2 separate regions of the Macaca mulatta genome follow, and region 1 is linked to region 2. The links are chromatin contacts, called in public Micro-C maps. All regions are on one chromosome and are shown on one strand. The core of a region is the stretch at or near the end of the contact, and the rest is flanking DNA. Distances in the headings are between cores, read along the strand shown.

Region 1 (4,967 bases), core at 1,661-4,160, 280 kb after region 2:
GCTTCATATGGAAAGAAAACTGAAAAAAATATATTTGTATTAGCAGAAAGTGAGTATAAGGAACTTCCCAGCCTCCCCTCCATATATTTACTGACAAGCAACTGACAAGAGTGATAGCAAAGCAATGTGGTTAGTGAGGAACGGCGCAGAGTGTGCAGTTTCCTTTTCTCTAATGTTGATTTGTTTTCTGTGCTGACACAGTCCTAGAGGTTACTGTTCAAAGGAAGCATCAACAACAGAAGTAGTTAGAGTGCTGATTAAAGAAGATTCTAAGAAAATGACCAATCACCATCAATCTTTTTAATACTGGCTAACAAATATGTATTTTTCCTTCTGATATTATTAATAGTATAAACAGAACAATTCTATTTTAATATATCCATATAGTGCCTTATGCAAGTAAATATGATTCTGGATATTTTATGACCTGTAATTACTTGAAATCGGAAAGTCCTCTTAGTTTCTCCTATTACCCATGTGCTGCTGAGACCAACTGAAGAACCAGTTAGGAGGTTTGTTCATTCAAGAAATAACATTTAAGAAATGGGTACCTGCTTATCATATAAAAGAATCCAGTTATGTACTTACCATGTGAGGAGACATACGTTAAAATGCTTGTACACTGCAGATGGGAAGAGGTTTCTCCAGGAATTTAAATTGTGCAATAGGGCCACACAATCTTACTTTAAAAAAAAAATGGTAAAGGGATTTTAATTACACCATGAAGTTTTACAATTTTTTAAGTTTTTAGTTCTAGTTTTAGAAAACAGAGTAGAAGGAGTACAGAGAAAAACTTCACCATTAGACAAGTCAAACTAATTGTAAGGGCCGCGCAAACAGGCTTTTCCAAAAATTAATCATGAGGTGGTGCTTGGAGAATTCCTTTACCCCAGTGACTTTCAAACCCCCTTCTCACCCTCCACTAGTCTTTCAAAGGATTTATGGTGAATGGGGTCTAAGGAGTATAACACGGCCGAAGGCATGAAGTTCACTCTACCCTTTCAGGGCGGAGAAGTTCCCCGGAAAGAGAATGGAGAAAAAGATCGCAGTTAGGCAGTCCTCCCAACCCCACCAAGGCTCCACCTCTCGAAAGCTGCAAGGTTCTGCCACCTGCGCCGGGAGAGGCTGCAGTCACTGTCTCCTCCTCTTTCTTTTTTTTTTTTTTTTTTCCTTTTTCGCCTGGGGTGCCCTACCAAGCGCAGCCCGCAGCCCGGTCACTGCCAAATTACTCCAACTCCTTTTATGGTGAGAGGATGGATTCTTCGTTATTTCCCCGCCCAACCTGGTACCCACTCACCCACCTACCACGTCCGCTGGGCGCACCCAAGTCTAACCCAGGGGCGCACGCGCTAGCGCACACAGACACCCCATTTCTCCTCCTTTCTCGGCCAACCCTAGGTAGAATGCTAAAGCAACTGCCCTCTCTTCCACGACCTAGATGTTGCGGCCCGCGGGCAGGAGGTTCAAGAAATAGTCCACTCCAAGCGGCAGGCAGCAAGGCGGAAAGGGTCGCTGGTTTCAGTGGTAGCCCCACTGGAAGCCGAGTTCAGGAGCGGCTAAGCGGTTGCCGGGGAAAGCACCGGGGCTTCCCAGGGTCTCCTCCCGGCTCCCACTCCGCAGCTCAGGGGGCGGGAAAACCACGGAAGCCGCCCCGCCCCACGCAGCCCAGCCCCGCCCCAGCCCGAACACCGCCCCCCGCCGGGCTCCCCAGCGGCGCCCAGGGAGGACGCGCTCCGCCCCCTTCCAATCCGGCCAATGGGCGTCCGGGCAGCGCACGGTTTGCCTCCGCCTCCGCCAGGGAAACTTGGAGGAGGAGAAAAGTTTGTACAGAGGGTGGAAAGGCGAGAGCGGAGCTCCAAGCGCGGCAGCCCGAGAGGAAGATGAACAGCCCCAGGCCAGCGCCTCGGGCAGAGTGGACCCCGAGCCGCCCCCAGGTAGCCAGGAGCGGCCTCAGCGGCAGCCGCAAACTCCGGTAGCTGCCCGAGCTGCCCGTGACTGGGGCGGAGGGCGGCCAGAACTGGGGACCGAGGCTCCGCGCCACCTGCGCGCGTGGCCTCACACCTGAACGCTGTCCTCCAGCGGACGAGACCAGCGGGCACTGCGAAGCTGGGACTCGTCTTTGAAGGAAAAAAAAAAAAATAGCGAACAAGAAATCCAGCACCATTCTTCACTGACCCATCCAGCTGCCCCTCTTGTTTCCCAAGTTTTTGAAAGCTGGCAACTCTGACCTCAGTGTCCAAAAATCGGCAGCCACTGAGACCGGCTCTGAGAAGCCGAAGGTTTGGCAATTTCCAGACTGAGCGGGACAAGGTGAAAGCAGGTTGGAGGCGGGCCAGGACATCTGAGAGCTGACCCTGGGGGCTCGCGAGGCTGCCGCCGCTGCTGCTGCTACAGGTGAGATGGCGTTGGGCTGGCGTTGGGGTCAACGGGTAGGGAACGCGGAGATGCGGCGCTCGCCGAAGAGAGCCAAGAAGGGAAGAGCGCGCTCTCCAAATTGCTTTTGTAACTTGTTTTCAGTGAGAATTTCATTGACTCAGAATCTATCGGGAATAGCAATAGGGAGCTACTTTTCCCTTGAGATGGCTCTTATTCATCTTGGCAATGGAGTGAGTTGGGTTGAGGGGAGGAAGAGGAATGGGAGAAGCAGTTTATAAATATTAATGTCAGCAAGAGTGTGCTGCTGGCAGGACGTATCAGGAGCCTAGAGATTTTGGTGGCCGCAGTTGGTAAGTGGCTACAATCCAGAAAGTAGGATCGAGTTGCTCCCCTTGGCTTATCAGTGTATCGTTTCTTGGGCGCGCGTCTAACACCTTACAAGTGGTAATTTCCGCTCACGGCAGCTTTGTCTCTCTTCTACCATCCCCAGACCCAGCCTTGCACTCCAAGGCTGCGCACCGCCAGCCACTATCATGTCCACTCCCGGGGTCAATGCGTCCACCTCCTTGAGCCCCGACCGGCTGAACAGCCCAGTGACCATCCCGGCGGTGATGTTCATCTTCGGGGTGGTGGGCAACCTGGTGGCCATCGTGGTGCTGTGCAAGTCGCGCAAGGAGCAGAAGGAGACAACCTTCTACACGCTGGTATGTGGGCTGGCTGTCACCGACCTGTTGGGCACTTTGCTGGTGAGCCCGGTGACCATCGCCACGTACATGAAGGGCCAATGGCCCGGGGGCCAGCCGCTGTGCGAGTACAGCACCTTCATTCTGCTCTTCTTCAGCCTGTCCGGCCTTAGCATCATCTGCGCCATGAGTGTCGAGCGCTACCTGGCCATCAACCACGCCTATTTCTACAGCCACTACGTGGACAAGCGGTTGGCGGGCCTCACGCTCTTTGCAGTCTATGCGTCCAACGTGCTCTTCTGCGCGCTGCCCAACATGGGCCTCGGTAGCTCGCGGCTGCAGTACCCAGACACCTGGTGCTTCATCGACTGGACCACCAACGTGACGGCGCACGCTGCCTACTCCTACATGTACGCGGGCTTCAGCTCCTTCCTCATTCTCGCCACCGTCCTCTGCAACGTGCTTGTGTGCGGCGCGCTGCTCCGCATGCACCGCCAGTTCATGCGCCGCACCTCGCTGGGCACCGAGCAGCACCATGCGGCCGCGACAGCCGTGACCTCGGTTGTCTCCCGGGGCCACCCCGCCGCCTCCCCAGGCTTGCCGCGCCTCAGCGACTTTCGCCGCCGCCGGAGTTTCCGCCGCATCGCGGGCGCCGAGATCCAGATGGTCATCTTACTCATTGCCACCTCCCTGGTGGTGCTCATCTGCTCCATCCCGCTCGTGGTGAGTGACCAGGGCTGGGGCCCCACCCGGCCCTTTTCTCGCATCCACCTCCCTCCTCCGTTCCCCGCTCCCCGCTTTCCCTCTCAGTCTTTGGCAGTGAACGTGTCTCCTTTAGGTCGGGGCTGGGATTCCCACACTTTCTCAGAGCGGGCCCAACCCTCTTTGAAGTCCCAGTCCTAATGAGATTTAGCAGGTGTTTTGCCCCCACATCCCCCAGTTTATGTTCCCGAAAGCCTGGGTTTTTTTCTCTACCGGGACAGCCCTTACCCCTCGCTGCCTGACATTGGCCGAGTCTTCCAAGAAAACCCCCACCCCCTCTGTTAGATGTGGAGGGGAAGCTGCTGTAGCGTAACTTAGCCCACTCCTCCGTACTGTGAACTGTGAACTGCAGAAGCTGAAACGTCAGGGATGGTGATCTGTTCGTTGTAAACCATTTCTAAGGAAAGTGGGGTTTTTGGTGTTTTGATTTATGCAAGTTTTTTTGACTTTTTCCCCCCCGGTGGATTGCGTAGAATTTTAAAGCTAGAAGAGATATCAAGAGGTGTTTTAGTCTAACTCCCTCACTTCACTGAGGGAGTGAATGATATGCTTAAAATAATCCAGCCAAACCTACAGAGTCAAGCTAGGCTCCCTGCTCTACCATGGTGTGCCCTGGGAGGGCAGCTTAAAGCACACAAATTCTAATTCATACACGGGGCAGGGTCCAGACTCAGTTTCTTTCATTCTGTGTAGGCCAGGAAAGCAAAGTTTCTCAGGGTGACTAATTATGGAAAAGCTGGTATACATGGGGTATGGGATTTGAATTCTCTACAACTGTGCAAGAAACAGTACCATTTTAGAGAAACCGAGATTTAGAGATGGCTGTCTTCGTTTCTTCAAGCCAAAGCTCTACAGCTTGTAATGGACCTTTGGCCCGTCTGAGGCCAGACCCAGCTCATTGTGTTATTACATCACGTCTCCCTCCTAGAACATTTCTCATTTTGGCCTTTGTAAAGCGTGGGTTGGAGTTTTGGTACACTTCATTTTTAGTTCATCTTTTAAGAATTGCCTTTGGATTAACTTTTAAAATATGATAAACAGAAAGGCTCAAACCCTACCTAGTTCTTTACTTTGCCTCTGACTAAAATGGAATGCACCAGAAGCAGATGGGCAGAAGAATGCAATACTTTATCTAGAGTTTCTCTT
Region 2 (5,204 bases), core at 1,842-4,341:
ACTGCGTAGCATTATAAAAACATGGTGAAATTGTCCCAATTGTCTCTCTATCCTGAGGCACTCTCTTCAGTTCCTCTTATGCAGAGAGCTGAAGGACAATTTGATGGTTTATGAATCTGTCCTATTTCTTCCACACACACCAAGCAACTGTACTTTATATTTCTAGGCCTAATGATGCTGGAAATTGCTGTAAGGACATCATGCCTAAAAGAGGATTGACTTGAAGCAAATACTTTACAATAAAGTGTATCTTTTAAGAGTTGCCACAGTAAGAATTAAAATAAAGCACATATGTGTCTATTGAAACATCATAAAGCATACATTTGCATTACCAGTGTATATTTGCCATTATAACAAGACAAGAATCAGCTATTCTTGATGTTCTTAAACCACGATAACGAAGATACAGAATCTTATACTTCTGTTTCCAGGAAACACATGCAGCCCCAGCAAGTTCCAAAAAACGAAAAACATAACAATAACAATACCTTCAATGTGAGTAAACCCCATTTCACATACAATAGCATGACTGTTGTGAAAGAAGAACAATAACTTTGGAAGGAGGAATAAAAATATGCTCATTTTCCTCTAACTGCCATGTAGAAATTTTTGTAAAAATGACATTAATTTCCAATGTGTCTTATTAGTACAGGGTTTCTCAACCTTGGCACCACTGACATTCCAGGCCAGATAATTGCTTTGGGGGCTGTTCTGTGCATTGTCAGATGTTTAGCAGCATCTTTAGCCTCTGCACACAGCATGACAAAAGCATTCCCATCCTCAACGTGATGATCAAAAATGCCTCCAGACATTGTCCATGACGGCAAAATGACCTCTGGTTAGAATAATAGTCCATGGTGGTAATCACATAACCTGCTTTAAAGTAGCCCAGTATAGAGTGGAATTTACCCATTCCTGGAATACCCTAATTAGTACCATATTGCTCTCCCTATACTGTTGTTTAAACATAGCAATACTCAGACAAAGAAAGGCAAGCTATTAGTAGCTGTCATAAAGAGGGTACACACGAGCAGGAGAAGACGACCACAATCACAATCTACCACAGAAACCTCAGAGTGAAAACACACTGGAATTGATTCAAAGTGCTTCCTAGTATCCATAATGTATCCATAACCAAGGGTGACCAAAGAAGGGGACTGGAGCCATGGCTCTACCACTACCTATCCCTTATTTGGCATGATCCTCTTATGTACCCAGGTCTGAATGTACATAAAGGTATGGTGTAAACAGTGTTTGTTTTGATTGTCCCCTTGGTGACTTGATGTTCTTAAGTCATGGGCTTTGGAGTCGCACTGACAGAAGTTCATGTTCTAGTTATGCCACTAACTGGTTCTGTGATTTTTAATAAATTATTTAACCTCTTCAATTCTCAGTTCCTTTATCTAGAAGGTGATAATAATAAATCAAGCCCATAGGGTATGGAGACAATAAAGAAAGTGTGTAAAACACAGGTACAACATAAGCACCCAATGAAAACAAATTTTTTATTGTTTTTGCTGTTGCTTTTGCTGCTATGGTAATTATTGGCATTATTATCATTATACCAATTGATGTTAAGTTTCTTAAACCCCAGTGAATTCAGGAATTTCAAGGCAAGGACCACTGCCCCAGCCCATTCCTCTTCTTCTCTTTCATATCTAGGAAATCCCTATGTCCTTCTAACTTTGATGAGTGATTTCATAGAAAAGTGTTATCATCTTGGTCACTAACCAAGCCACCACTACCAATTTTATGAATATCTTTAAAAGAATGCCCTCGATGAATTAACTTGGAGCCCTAATCCTCATGATGGAAATTTTGAACATTTCAGCAGATTTGAGGTCCCAGAATTTGGAGGTTAGGAGGATCTTTCAATGGTCCTCCATTCACATTAGCTTGTGAGATGTCACCTAAGAGTAAGAAGAATCAGCTCTTCCAGCATCTCCAACTTCAGTTAGTGCTGGGTGGAGAAAGGATAAAGACAATTGAGACAGAGGATTTGGCTAGTGACAACATGTGATTACAAATTTCCACTTTCAACCCCCATTCCATCCTTCCACGTTTGACTACTTGCTGGATAAATTGCATACTTCCCACAGCCTGAAAAGCCATGTTCCTCTCCCCTCTCTAGGGAAATCTTACCCATTCTTCAAAGATCAATTCAAAAGTAGTTTTCTGTGAAGCCTTCACTGCTAAACCCAAGTTGAGGGTAATCACTCATAGAACTTTAGAACTGGACAAAATCTCTATCTTTTTGTAGTTAAAGTCCATGTTTTGGAGGCATGATTAAAGAGATTTTAGTAGGAAAAAGGACTGGCTGATTCCAGCTGTTGGTATTCTACTTGGAATTATGATTAGTATGTTTAATGTCTTTAGATTACACTAGATTCTAAGTTGTTGAGGTGGAATCCCTGTTGTACTCAATATTGTCTGTCCATAGCATCTAAAACAGTGCATGAACCATAGTTCATACTTAAGAAATATCAGTTGAATGAATGAACCCTATGTTATTAACCAAGCAGGTTTAGTAGACACTATTTGCTGCTGCTTATCAATGTCACTTAATTGTTCCTCTTGAGTATCCATGGATATCCACAAGCCACATTGATCATGTTAAAGGTTATGAGGAGTAGTTTTACAAAAATCTTGTATTACTAAAGCTTTTTACAAATCTTTTGGTTATCTTATTATTCACCCCAACACAAGAATTTTAAAAAATAGAAAGAGAATAATAATAAAAATCAACACATGAGTAATGCTATCTAAACCAAGTGATTTGGTGTACATGTCCTCATTTAATCTTCAGAGCAACTTGTAGTTAACATAATTATTCCCAGTCTACAGAAAGTTAAGCTGAGGATGCTTTGCTCATAGTCACATGGCCAAGCAGAGACCATGTTTCTCAACAGCAACCACATGTCTTTCTTACTTCATTGTTAGATTCACTGTAACTAGGGAGTATGTAATCTCTCAAATCCATCCACACTCATTGAAGTCTATGGAAAACAAACTGGAGACAAAAACACCCAAAAGCAACAATGAGTTGGCTCTCTCTGTGGTTAGTTTTTCTCTGTATTTTTTTTTCAAATCTATTTATTCTTCCTGACTACAGCATCATTTGCCATAGTCTTCTCCTAAGTCAATGTCATACTTCCTCTCAACCACTTGAGAGATTGCAGATCTTTGTCATTCAACATTGTTTAATTTCCTGAATAAAGAAACAAAAAAATGGAAGAGGTTTAGGTATACAGCTAGAGTTGATTTTAATTTCCTGTTTGCCCTTGTAATTACGGTTTTTCTTCTTTGCTTTTGAAAACTATAATGAGTGTTTGAAGTATTACAATTACTTTCAATTGCAAAAACTGCAATTACTTTTGCACCAGCCGAATATATTTTCTGTCTATGTAGTCTTTCTCATCTTTAAAAGAGCAAGAAATTCATTGTAAAACAATGGTGTCAACAGCCATTAGATATCTACCAATTATCCAATATGACAATTTCTCTAATGAATTATCTTTTAGGTCACCTACATACTTAAATTTGGTTACAACACACTTTTACACTCTTATATGTAAGACAGAAGAACAAGCAGCTCAAATCTCGAGTTCCCTTGCTGCCAATATTGATGGAGTTTATGAAAAATTAAAATGGTGAAGAATGCTTCAGGTGTTCATTTCTAAACACAATGCATTTCTTTTTATTTTTTCCATTTTAAAAATAATATGCACCCATTATAAAAAAAAAACTTCATCATCATCATCATCATTAAATAAATAGAGGCAATTTCCTTCATAACCTCTTCTGTTCCACCTTCACCCCCAACCCAACTCTCTCTCCAGTGGTATTATGTTAATAATTTGTGTGTTTGTGCGTGTGTGTGTGCATGCGTGTATACATGTGTTTCCAGGAAGAGAGAGAAAAAATGCAGATATATAGAGAGCATGATACACATTTTTAATTTGATTTTCTTTGCTTACCAGTATATCATAGACGTTTATGACCTCATGCTTTTTAATAGCTTCATAGTGTTTTATAGAATGCTTATACTACAAATTTGCTAAATCATTCCCCTATCAGTGATATTTTGACAGACATTGACAGATATTTTTAATTTTTTTTATTGTGTGACAATCCACAGAGAGCATCTTCATGTTTACATCTTTGTGCTCATTTGGGCATTACTACTGAAGAAAGTCTTAAACAAAGAATTCCTGATTCAAAGTGTATGCAATTTTGAAATGCAAGTCATGGGCTTTGGAGTCACACTGACAGAAGTTAATATTACTTTCCTACTTCATAAGCCTGTTCAATCACCCTCCAAAGGGCTATGAAAATTTCTGCTTTCCACACAATGTATGAGTCGCCTTATTTCTCTACACCCTCACAAGCGTGAATATCATCAACTGGCTTCACTTGAATTCCCCTGAAAGCAGGTCGAGACAAAAATGTGAATGCAATACAGATGGTCACTGACTTCCAATGATTCCACTTATACTTTTTCAACTTTACGATGGTACACATACTATAGACATTCAGTAGAAAACAGTGTGATTCTCTCACATGATGCTGGGCCATGGCAGTGAGCTGCAGCTCTCACTCAGCCACACAAGGGTAAAAACACCAATACTGTACAGTACATTGTGTTGCCAGATGATTTTGCCCAACTATAGGCCAATGTAAGTGTTGCAAGCACGTTTAAGGTGGGCTAAGTTAAGTTATGGTATTTGGTAGGTTAAGTATATTAAATGCATTTTTGACTTAATCACATTTTCAATTTACAATGCTTTATCAGGACATAACCTCATTGTGAATTGGGGAGCATCTGTAGTTTATTTTGAAGATAATTCCAGGAATCACTATGAGGTTGTAAGGAAGTAAGACAAGAAGTGGGGAACCAATAGACAGAACACTGACGAACCAGTTACCTCTACTGGTAGTGTGGTCAACTCTCACAGTTTGCATGGAATCAATGGGGTGACCCAGGACACAGAATTTCCAATGCTAAAACCGGGACAGTTCTAGTAAAACAGAGGTAAGTTGGTTACCCTACTGTGTGGGCTATTGGGCTCAATTATTCCAGAGACCCTTGGAGAGGCCATATGGAACGCAATTTAGGATTGTTCCAACCAAAGGCAAAGATGTGAAGTATTTATTCACCAGCCCTTAGTGGTTGGGAGATACTCCAAGGCATTCTGGCTCAGTTA

Evidence for each region. A called contact is a pair of places that touch in the nucleus more often than the background predicts.
Region 1: a Micro-C map of CD4 T cells shows a contact between it and region 2, with 12 times the contacts expected there. The contact joins the promoter of LOC144341268 here to the enhancer-like site in region 2. A contact is called at or near these places in 3 of 14 Hi-C or Micro-C datasets (CD4 T cells, blood and liver).

Annotation. Positions count from the first base shown.
Region 1 is chr6:41,758,934-41,763,900 of T2T-MMU8v2.0, forward strand. It overlaps LOC144341268, which reads right to left and starts at 2,911. Exons shown (of 4, transcript XM_078004355.1): 1 at 2,836-2,911; 2 at 917-2,506; 3 at 589-683. The coding sequence starts at 2,911. The coding sequence ends at 1,557. It overlaps PTGER4 (prostaglandin E receptor 4), which reads left to right and starts at 1,901. Exons shown (of 3, transcript NM_001266046.1): 1 at 1,901-2,394; 2 at 2,867-3,782. The coding sequence starts at 2,910.
Region 2 is chr6:41,476,285-41,481,488 of T2T-MMU8v2.0, forward strand. No RefSeq gene overlaps it. Among named protein-coding and RNA genes, the nearest start is that of PTGER4, 280 kb to the right of the region's middle. Within about 2 kb of position 3,092, at least 2 of the 40 cell types and tissues checked have an H3K27ac peak or open chromatin away from gene starts, as enhancers often do. A contact at or near this core is called in CD4 T cells, where this site is marked.